Regions from separate parts of the Muntiacus reevesi genome. Here region 2 is linked to region 1. The links are chromatin contacts, called in public Hi-C maps. All regions are on one chromosome and are shown on one strand. The core of a region is the stretch at or near the end of the contact, and the rest is flanking DNA. Distances in the headings are between cores, read along the strand shown. Region 1 holds the start of SELENOT (selenoprotein T). Region 2 holds the start of TSC22D2 (TSC22 domain family member 2).

Evidence for each region. A called contact is a pair of places that touch in the nucleus more often than the background predicts.
Region 2: a Hi-C map of muscle shows a contact between it and region 1, with 6 times the contacts expected there. The contact joins the promoter of TSC22D2 here to the promoter of SELENOT in region 1. A contact is called at or near these places in 2 of 3 Hi-C or Micro-C datasets (blood and muscle).

What each region holds. Positions count from the first base shown.
Region 1 is chr8:92,486,258-92,491,969 of mMunRee1.1, forward strand. SELENOT (selenoprotein T) reads right to left here and starts at 2,023. Exons shown (of 6, transcript XM_065942092.1): 1 at 1,787-2,023. The coding sequence starts at 1,923.
Region 2 is chr8:92,654,984-92,660,535 of mMunRee1.1, forward strand. TSC22D2 (TSC22 domain family member 2) reads right to left here and starts at 3,050. Exons shown (of 3, transcript XM_065943427.1): 1 at 156-3,050. The coding sequence starts at 2,056.

The DNA of each region.
Region 1 (5,712 bases), core at 773-3,272:
CAGGCGCAACCAGACGGCAGCCACTGCTCCTCACAACTAAGGGAAAGGCCGTGCAGCCGTTAAGACCCAGCACAGCCAAATATAACTAAATAATTCTTTAAAAAGAAGTCCAACTGAAGTACTGAAGACTTTTTTGAAGTTTAATTTTAAGAACTGAATGCCTTTCCCTACATTTATTTATACATTTTCAGAACTTTGCTGTGTACCTAAGAGGAAGGTACATTTGTTAAACTATTGTGACAAGTAAACCAATATAAGCAACTGTAAAAGAATATTTTTGAAAAGCACAAATGAAACCCAGAGATAAGAAATAGAAAAATTACTTAACTTGGAAAATGCAGTCTTTTTTTTAACTACTTAAATCCAAAAGTATCACACTTAATCCTTAATAATATTTATAAGTTAGTAAGAAGACTGCCACTTTCAAATGAAAAAAAAAAAAAAAAGAAGGACGGGGAGGGGGGAGTCAGAAAATTCCCATTTACAGTATCACACATGAAAGATGATATACAACGATATATGCCAGGCACACAGTAAACGCTACAGGAAGTTTTTTTCAATCAGAAAGCAGCAGCAAGGTTTTAGTTTTCACTTCAAAAATCTCATTTTCTGACTTTCTTTAAATGTCACTTAAACTGATTTAATTTTGAAGATTTGCTTAGTCTTTAAGACTGAGCAAAAAGCTAATTGCATAAGCAGGAAATCTAAATTTTAGTAGACTTATATTAGTACAGGAAGCTTGAAAAAACTGATCTTAAATGCATTAAGGCCAACACCAATATTCAAAAATAACAGGATTCTTCAGATTTACTAATCTGACTACCGTCTTCTGAGGGGGGGGACCTCTTTTGAGATACAGGATTCTAATTTCTACAATGTTACAATTTTGGTTTTTGTTTTTCATCGGAGCCTTTCAAACGTTCCCCAACACCACTTACCTTATCGCATGCATTGCTATTCTGCTTCTAATACTTAACTAGGTAACAAGAAACTTACAGAAAATTGTCAAAAACTGCCGGGTTTGGGCAAGAGCAATGAGGGATTGCTCTTGCTATTTCTCTTAAGGCCCAAGAGATCTGAAAGGTGGAGAGAGATGCCAGGGCGAGGAACTCCCGGGAGTAAGGGGACTGGAGCAGAAGGTGCAGTTGTCTGGGAGTGAACGTTTGTCAGAAGAGCAACGTGCTCCTTTTCAGAAACAGTCTGGAAACTGCAAACGGAGACTCCGCTTCCCCATCCAAGCCCACCAGCTTTCAGAATCCCTACTCCCTCATCCAACAGTCAGTTCGGCGGATCCTGAAGAAAACGACGGCTGTCCGTCGCGGGACCCCTCCGAGGACCCACGTTAACCTTCGTCTAGCCGGGCAGCGAGGCCGCCGGCGCACCCGCGGGGGCGAGAGGCAAGTGAACGCAGCGATCAACGCCGCAGCGCCCGCGGTCGCCGGCCCTGCGCGCCTCAGCCCTCACCCAGCTCCGCCAGGCCGCCGGGCCGCCGCCGCCGGCTCTCCCTGCGGACGGGGGTCCCCCCGCCCTCGCCTCTCAGGACTTACCACCCCCGGCCCCAGCCCCCATTCCGCTCATCCGGGAGCCAAAAACGCTCGAAAGCCACAGTGAGCGGCTGCGCCTGGAGGCAAGGAGGCGGCCAGGCCGTCCCCGGGAGAGGCCCGGAGGCGGCGGGCGGCGGGAGGTGCTGGCGCCGTCCTTCCGGGCCGGGGGCGGGCCAGCCCTCTAGGCCGCGGGTCCGCGGCCTCGCGTAGTCGGGGAGCCGGGCAGCGGCGCGCCCACTCACCAAATCTGGAACTTGAGCAGCGGCCCCGTGGCGTACTGCATCTTGAGCCTCTTGCCGGGCACGCCGCCCAAGTTGGCCGAGGCATCGCTGCGGCCCACCGCCGACGCCGCCACCAGCAGAAGCAGCAGCAGCCGCATCTTAGCCCGGCCAGCCAGCTCGGCCGCCCTCACGCTGAGACCTCGGCCAGCCCAGAGCCGAGCGCTGCCGGAGCTGATCGCCACCGCGCAGACGCGCCCCGCCAAGGTCGCGCGGGAGCCGCGGGGCGCATGCGCACCCCGCGCGGCGCAGGCCGAGCGAGCGAGCGCCGACCGTCCCGCCGTTCGGCCCCACCACGCTGGTGGGCCGGGCGGCTCCGGGCCGGGGAGGGACCTGCTGCGGGGCGACGCCAGAGGAGCCTGCTACCGAAAGCTCGCGACACAGCCGGAGCCTGCGTACAGTTTAATGCAGACACTGACCTCCCCGAGACGGTTCAGAACACGTGTTTAAGTCTCGATTCAGGTGTGGGCGCTCAAAGAGAAAGCCCCTGCCTTCCGAGCGGAGGGGGAAAGGGCAGCCCACTCCAGTACCCTTGCCTAGAATCCCGTGCACGTAGGAGCCTGGCGGGCTGCTGTCCGTGGGGTCGCACAGAGTCGGGCTCAACCGAAGCGACTTAGCATGCATGCATGCATTGGGGAAGGAAAGGGCAGCCCACTCCGGTGTTCTTGCCTAGAATCCCGTGCACGTAGGAGCCTGGCGGGCTGCTTTCCGTGGGGTCGCACAGAGTCGGGCTCCACTGAAGCGACTTACCATGCATGCATGCATTGGAGAAGGAAAGGGCAGCCCACTCCAGTGTTCTTGCCTGGAGAATCCCAAGAACGGGGAGCCTGGCGGGCTGCCGTCTATGGGGTCGCACAGAGTCGGGCTCGACTGAAGCGACTTAGCATGCATGCATGCATTGGAGAAGGAAAGGGCAGCCCACTCCAGTACTCTTGCCTGGAGAATCCTGTGCACGTAGGAGCCTGGTGGGCTGCCGTCTATGGGGTCGCACAGAGTCGGGCTCCACTGAAGCGACTTAGCATGCATGCATGCATTGGAGAAGGAAAGGGCAGCCCACTCCAGTACCCTTGCCTGGAAAATCCTGTGCACGTAGGAGCCTGGTGGGCTGCCGTCTATGGGGTCGCACAGAGTCGGGCTCCACTGAAGCGACTTAGCATGCATGCATGCATTGGAGAAGGAAAGCGCAGCCCACTCCGGTATTCTTGCCTGGAGAATCCTGTGCACGTAGGAGCCTGGTGGGCTGCCGTCTATGGGGTCGCACAGAGTCGGACACGACTGAGGCGACTTAGCAGCAGCAGAAGCTGCCTTCCGAACAGGAACGCTTCACTCTTTCTGGCCGCGTGCTATGGCCTTTTGTTTGAATTTCCTTGCAATATTGCTCTCTCCTAAAGGAATCTTAAAAAAAAAAAAAAAGACCTTTGGAAAACTTAAATCATATGGTGCTTTTAGTCGCTAAGTCGTGTCCCACTCTTGTGATCCCATGGACTGTAGCCCGCCAGGCTCCTCTGTCCGTGGGATTTCGCAGGCAAGAATACTGGAGTGGGTTGTCATTTCCTCCAGGGGATCTTCCCGACCCAGGGATTGAACCCTGGCCTCCTGCAGTACAGGCAGATTCTTTAGCAAGTGAGCTACCAGGGAATTCCCCAAATCATATAGAAGAACAGATTAATTGCCTTACTCATTAACAGCCGCTGACAATTACTGGCATTTTGACCATCTTAGTTGTCTGTAGTACAACTCTAACTGCTTTTCCCAAAGGGAAGAGAGTAGGAGACAAATAACTTTATCTATAGATTTTTAAGGGTGTAGATCTAAAAAATAACCAGTTGGGGGGAGAGGAGCGGGAACTGATCGCAATAGCATCATCCTAACGTAAAAAATGTATTATTGCTTAATACCAAAATATCCAGTGTTCAAATTTATCCTGTCTTAGTATTTATTTTTATTGTTAATTTTTCAGACTGTTACTGAACCAAATGGGTCTGCTCACTCCAAGCTACTGACATTGGGCTGTAGGGAAGGAAAACGCGGCATTTACTATAAATGCGCCAATACAAGCAGGATGAGTGCTGTGTGCCTAAAATCCTGAAATCTTTGATGGTTGGGGGGATAGTTTTACAGGCAAAATTTGGGGTGAGGCCTCAGGGTGGGTGGCTTTCTTTTGATTGGTTGGTGGTGAGGTAACAGGGTGGTGTACCAGGAATCTTGAGCTCAGGGTAAACTCAGATTGCATCCCCAAGCCAGTCCAACTCGATTCAAAATAAGTTAATAGGTCTCAAACTAAGAATGCAGCACGACATTGGACCCCCAGAAGCACTGGTGGCTCAGACAGTTTTTAACAACTCTCTCCCAAAAGAATATAAAGCAAAAAGGAGAGAGATTCTCTATCTCACCCAGGGTTACTGCGTATGGTATGACGAAGCTCTAGCACCTCAGGATTGTGATATGCTAAATACGCACAAATGCTGAAAGCAACCTCAGGGCCTGGTGGAGCAGCCTCAGGTGCCAGCAGGCAGTGGGGTCTTCAGCAAAGGTAGCACTCATCAGAAGACTCACGGGGCAAGTGGGGGCAGCGGCAGCACTTGGACAAGAGTGAATTCATTTGCTGACCATACATCAGACATCCCCTGAAGCCTCCTAGACATCCCTGGACGCGGGGTGGGCGTGGCAGGCATAAGGAAAGGAGAAACCTTAAATGCATTATTACTAAGTGCAAGAAGCCAATCTGAAAAGGTGGCCTACAGTATGATTCCAATTATATGACATTCTGGAAAGGGCAAAACTATGGAGACAGTAAGATCAGTGGCTGCCAGGGAGAGAGTGGGGAGCTGAACAGGTGGAGAACAGAGGATTTTCCCATCAGAGAAACTATTCTGTATGATTCTATACCGGTGGATACATGTCATTGCCCCTGTGACCAAACCCATAGGATATTCAACACCAAGCGTGGAACAATGTAAATTATGGACTTTGAGCGATTATGTGTCGAGGCATTCACCAACTGTAACAAATGTGCCACTGTGGTGGGGGATCACCTCAATTTTGCTGTGAACCCCAAACTCATCTAAATAAAAAAATCTTCCCTTCCTCTGCAGCAGCCTTGTTAGAGTCAGCCACCACCCCTTTCTCCTCCAGGGCACAGGGTGATGTCCAGAAACAAAGCAGACACTTCTTTCAGGTCAGAGGGAATTCGGTTTCTCACAGCGTCTATGCAGGGTTGGCATCACGGCTGCACCACCTGGGCGGGTGTGCAGGGCCCAGGATGTGAAGACGCTGAGCACTTGGTTTGACGCCTTGCTATCACCTCTTCGACATTCTTATTTTTTGAACAAGAACTCCCTATTTTCATTTTGCACTCCCCACCCCCCCACACACACCCACTTCTATGTCTAAGGCTGATCACTTCTCTGCTCCAGTCAATATTATCAGACACTAAATTCTCAAATCTTTCATTGCCAGTGTTTAAATGCAAATGCATGCTGGAGTTTTGTTGTCCAAAGGTATTCTTTTCAACCAATAAGTATGCCTGAAATAAGTATGCCATAATATGACTGCGGGCGTGGAAGAGGAGGGACAAGCCTGGGCTTCTAAACTCCTTAAGAGGGTACCATTCACCCCTGCTGGGAAGAGGGGAAGGGACACAAAAGCAAAGCCCAGTGGGCACAATAAAAGTGTCTCTCTGGTGATACCACAATTTTAGGATTTGACCTGTTTAGTTTCAACTGAACATAAACAAATAAACAAAACTGCCCAGAAGTAATTTTGCCTGAAAATGTGAATGCAAACAGCTCTGTTTTGCCAGGTCTTTTAAGACTTCACAAATGCAGCTGGATTTTCTTCTAAAGGGAACTTAATTCCTAAGAGAATTGGGGAGGCATTCCCAAGTCACA
Region 2 (5,552 bases), core at 1,800-4,299, 170 kb after region 1:
AATTTTATTAAATACAGACTACCGTTTATATTTAGAAATGTTAAGGTCCTCAAAGTGGGAAAAAAAAAACCCAAAAAACTCTCCCACAGTTGCATCCTAAACTAAAACGTTTGGTCAAGCATTCACATCAAATATTTCAAATAAGTTTTCCATACCTGTCTTCATCACCATCAACAGGAATAGCTATGCTGAATACAGAGGTGGCGAGACTGTTCATAGGTGTTAACTGAAGGGGGTTTGCCAGGGCATCTGCAACAGGAGGCTTCACAACAGGCTTATTTTCAGCAATGAGAGAAAGTGGTGGTTGAGGTAGGGGTTCTGATTTTCTTCTAGTATCGTCAACTTGCCCGACTAAAGGCTGGGTCTGAGTCTGAAACTGGCTCAGGTCAGACTGCGGTAGACTCGTCGGGGCACTGGCTGTGCCGGGCGCTAAGGGCAGCCCCACGTGCTGGATGCTGCTGCCGCTCCTGCTGACCGGAGGCTGGCTGCAAAGCTGCGGCGCCTGGCCCAGGGGCGCGGGGACATTTGGCATAGTAACAGAAGTGGTCGACACACTAGGCACGCTGGGAGCGGGCGCGGCTGCAGGCACGTTGGCAACTCCGGGCACCACGGCGAGAGGGCCGCCGGGCACGACCGACGGCGCGCCGCTGCCACCCATCTGCGGCGGAGGCGCGGCCTGAGGCTGCCCGACCCCAGCGGGAACCAGGCCCGACGGCGCCGTGCCTCCCACTGCAGCCGGGGGAACTCCGGCCGGCTGACCTGGCGCGGCCGGTCCTCCGGGCGCGGGGCCCGGCCCAGGGGCCACCGCATCTCCGGGCAAGGAGGGCGCGCCCATCATCTGCGCGCCAGCGGAGGCGGCGTTCTGGCCGGTGCCCGCGGAAGAGGGCTGCGCAGGGCTGGGCGGCTGCAGGCCGGCCACGTGCGGCTGCAGGTACTCACTCTGGCCGGCGGGCGGGACGGGCAGCAGATGGCCCGGCGGCATCGGAGGCTGAGGATACGCGAACTGCTGGGGCGGGGGCGCGGTGGCAGCGCCCACGGCCAGGCCGGGCTGCGCCAGGGGTACATTCGTCAGCGGCAGGCCCTGTCCGTTGGGCCCCGGGGGCCCGGCGCCCTGCGCCTGGCTGGGCGGCGGGGCTGCCAACCTCTGCGGCGGCCCGGCTGCGGCTCCCGGGAACAGCGGCAACGAAGCCGAGCTTGGAGCCACAGCCCCACCTACGGGCGGAGGCGGCGGCTGCGGCTGCCCAACGCCAAAACTCTGCGGCGGGGCCGGGGCGGGTTGGCTCATTTTCTCCGACGGGGGTAGCTGTGACACAGCAGTCAAGGAGCTGTCAGTTCCCGAGTCGGGCCCGTGCGCGCCCGGCATGGAGGCCACCACCACCACCACCGACCCTCCGGTGGCGCCCAGGCCGCTGTCCCGCTCCGCAGTCTGGTCAAAAGTATTGCTGTGCCTAATGCAATCCCCGGACCGGGTCAGGACGCTGCTATCGGAATCCCGCTCATAGTATTCCATGCACGTCCATCGGCCGCGTCTGTAAGGCTCCCCGCTGCCGTGGTCCAGTTTGATCACGCGAAAACGCGAACTACAAGTGGTGGGGGGCTGTGATGAGGCGGCAGTTCCTGGCGTGGCGGACGGGCCCGTGACCGGGGGAGCGCCGGGGGCCCCTGAGGAGGGGACTGAGGTGGCGGCCGGCGACACGGTGCTGGGCAGCACCCCGGCCACGCTCCGGGCCGAAACGGCTCCTCCTCCGTTGGCCGGAGCGGCTGTCGCGGCCGCCAGCTGTCCGTCCAGGAGGAGGTTGGGGGAGACGGTCCCAGGAGTCTCCGCATCCCCAACATTGTTGAGCGTCTCTTCGGAGGAGCTGCGCTCGCAGACCTCCTCGGGGCCGTAATCCGTGGCCCGAGAAACGTCGAATATCTCGGAAGAAACGTCCTCTGTGCGTGACTCATCCGGGTCGTCCAGGCTTTCGGTGTCCTCGGTGATGCTAGTAGCCACCTGGGCCGTGGTGACACTGGTGATCTGGAAGCAGCTCTTCTTCTTGGCCGGCATCTTGGACATGGTGAGGAAGGCTGGAGGGCAGAGAGGCACGCCGGCTCCTCCGCGATCTTACCGGAAACCAGGAAGGGCAGAACACTGGCCCCCAAAGACAAAGTCCGCGTCCGTGCTGGGGTCTGAGGCCCGCCGCTGTTAAGAGTCACGGGCTGATCCGGGCGCCGGCCGCTCCGTGAGACATCCTCCTCCCGTTTCCTTATCGGAGTCGGTCTCTTCGGCTCTGGTCCCGTCTCACTCGTGCGGCGGCTCCTCCTTCCTTCTCGCCTCCCGCAGTCGCGGCGCCTCAATTCAATCCCCCCAGTGGCGGCGAGAGCACGATCCCAGGGGCGGGTCAGCTGCTTCCTCCTCGCGTCTTCGGGCCGCCGTGGTCAATCCAGCTCGGCGCGGTCAGCAGGCCTAGGCTGGGGGTGGGAGTGGGAGGGCGAAGGGGAGGCGGCGGCGGCGTGAGGGGCGGTGCTGCCCGGCTCCGGCTCTTCGAACCAATGCCGGCGTCAGCTCCGGGCTCTCGGACGCCGAGGAAAGCAGGAGTAGGAGTGGCGAGTCCGGACCCAGGGATTCCTGATTCAGCCAGGAGCCGCGGGCGGGTGGCGAGCTTCGGCACGGGCGGGCGGCCCTTCCTCCCCGGCTCTAGCCGGAGCTCAGCCCCAGGGACATGTCGACTGTCTCAGGCGGAAACCTGCTCCGGGGGAGGGGAAAGCCGGCTCGGTCCTCCCCTATACAGGGGGAACCACCCCCGCGGGCGGGCGGTGGCGGCGGTCTCGGCCTTCCCCTCGCGGCTCCTGAGAGTGAGGGGCGGCGGCCGCCAAGCGACGGCGCGCCGGCTGTGTGAGGTAGCTGCGGTGGCTTCTTCGATTCTTCCTCGGTGCGCCCGGTTCGCAGGCCCTGGAGAAACTGAAATTCAAACTGCTGAAGCGGCGGCTGCAGCTCCCTCCCCTCGGCCAAGATGGGGCTGAAATGGCCGCGCCAGGGATGCTGGGAGGAGCAGCAGCCCCGCTGCCGCCGCCGCTGCCGACTAAAATGCCGCCGCTGCCGCAGCCGCCGCCAGCGCCGCAGCCGCCGCCGTTCCGTGACGCACCGGCGTCGTGACGTCACCGCCCCGCCCCCTCCGGTTTCCTGCAGTTTCGCGTGGAGGCTGGGGGGGGGAGCAGTGGGCGGGGCTAAAGGTTAAAAACGGGGAGCGGTTTTTTTTTTTCAATTTAGAATTTTTTTTTAATTTAAATTTTGCCCTGTAGGTCTTTAAGAGTTGAAGAACTAAAGACGCTTAAATTCCAACTCTAGGAAAACTTACAGCCGCGTCAATTGAAGGTTTTTTTAATCGGTTTATTCCGACACATTGGAAGACTGGAGGTCATGTGCTTGCTATGTCTAATGTTTAGCAAAATCTTAGTGAAAGAAGGCGGTAGGAATGGAGGTTGGGGGGTTTAGCTAGGATAAAGAGGGAGACGGCTGGAGGAACCGAATCACTTATAAAAAGCCTTTCCTGAAAATGAATGATATCCACTATAGTCAGAAGAGTGAAATGGTGAGAGAAATGGGGACGATTAACCAAGAATAGCAAGCCAGATTGAGTCAGCCAGAAATTTTGTCTCCAACAATGGCATCAGGAGATGGTTACTTGCCCAGGATGAGGTCAATTTAAAAAAAGATTAGAGGTTACCAACATATTCCTAATTTTCCTGAGTTTGTTTTGATTCCAGAATCGAAGAGTTCGTTTAAACATCTTGAGACTGTTTTTACTTTCAGCATGAAATCAGCTTATGGGCTCCATAAATGTAGAACCTACTGCGTTAAATAGTTGTAGTTCTTTCTTTTGTTTATTCTGAAACTCTTAGTTAGAGCCAGAGTGTTAGATGGTTTGGATTGGGCCATGAACAATCAGAGCAAGTTAGCACTCTTTCCTGTCCAGAAAGCAGCTATGTGAGTACTGGAGAACTTACCATCATTTAGTTACTCTCTGGCAAAAGAAAATGGTAACGTCATTCTTTTAAATAGTTAAAAAAAAAAAAGGAAGGTGGCACTTTGACACATCGTTTAGGTAAAATCTAAAGTGTCTTGATGGAATTCAAAGTTTAATATCTATTACAGCTTTAGCAATCATATCATGACTGACATAAATCAAGGTAATCATTGTATTCAGTTCTCTAATCTTTGAAGAATAGAAATATTTTTATCCCAAAGGATCTTTTGATAATTTAAAATTTCAGAGAACTTTTTAGGTCATTAGTTGAAAATAATATACAAGGTTATGTCTACATCATTAAACTTTAGGAGAAATTATGTACTGCGAATACAAGTGACTGAGGTCAGGATGTGAAATAAGACCACATAATAAAATCCTTGCTTCTTAAGGGGGTGGGAGAGAGTAAAGGAACCAAGGGTAACATGCTGCTGCTATTGTGGCGAAAATAGCAAATGGAATGTTTCATTACTAAATCTGTAATTTCAGTAGTTGTTAGAGAGAGTTTCCCATCAATAAGTTAGATCAACTGGTTACATCAAATGTGAGTTTATAAAAACTTATCTTCATTTTGGATTGATTTACTAGATTGTTAAAAGTGATGATCAGTGGGTGATATTGCATGTGCAGCTTTTGGAAAAGTAAATATTGTATGCCTGCTTGTCCTATTATGTTATATTATCAACTTCACATATATATGTGTGTGTATCAGTTCAGTTCAGTCAGTCGTGTCCAACTCTTTGCAACCCCATGGACTGTAGCATGCCAGGCCTCCCTATCCATCACCAACTTCTGGAGCTTACTCAGACTCATGGCCATTGAGTTGGTGATGCCGTCCCACCATCTCATCCTCTGTCATCCCCTTCTCCTCTCACCTTCAATCTTTCCCAGCATCAGGGTCTTTTCAAGTGAGTCAGTTCTTTGCATCAGGTGGCCAAAGTATTGGAGTTTCAGTTTTAGCATCAGTCCTTTCAATGAACACTCTGTACTGATCTCCTTTAGGATGGACTGGTTGGATCTCCTTACAGTCCAAGGGACTCTCAAGAGTCTTCTCCAACACCACAGTTCAAAAGCATCAATTCTTCAGTGCTCAGCTTTCTTTAAAGGCCAACTCGCCCATCATCCATACATGACTACTGTAAAAACCATAGCCTTGACTAGACAGACCTTTCTTGGCAAAGTAATGTCTCTGATTTTTAATATGCTGTCTAGGTTGGTCATAACTTTCCTTCCAAGGAGTAAGTGTCTTTTAATTCATGTCTGCAATCACCATCTGCAGTGATTTTGGAGCCTAGAAAAATAAAGTCTGACACTGTTTCCCCATCTATTTGCCATGAAGTGATGGGACCAGATGCCATGACCTTAATTTTCTGAATGTTGAGCTTTAAGCCAACTTTTTCATGCTCCTCTTTCACTTTCATCAAGAGGCTCTTTAGTTCTTCACTTTCTGCCATAAGGGTGGTGTCATCTGCATATCTGAGGTTATTGATATTTCTCCCCAGCAATCTTGATTCCAGCTTGTGCTTTATCCAGCCCAGCATTTCT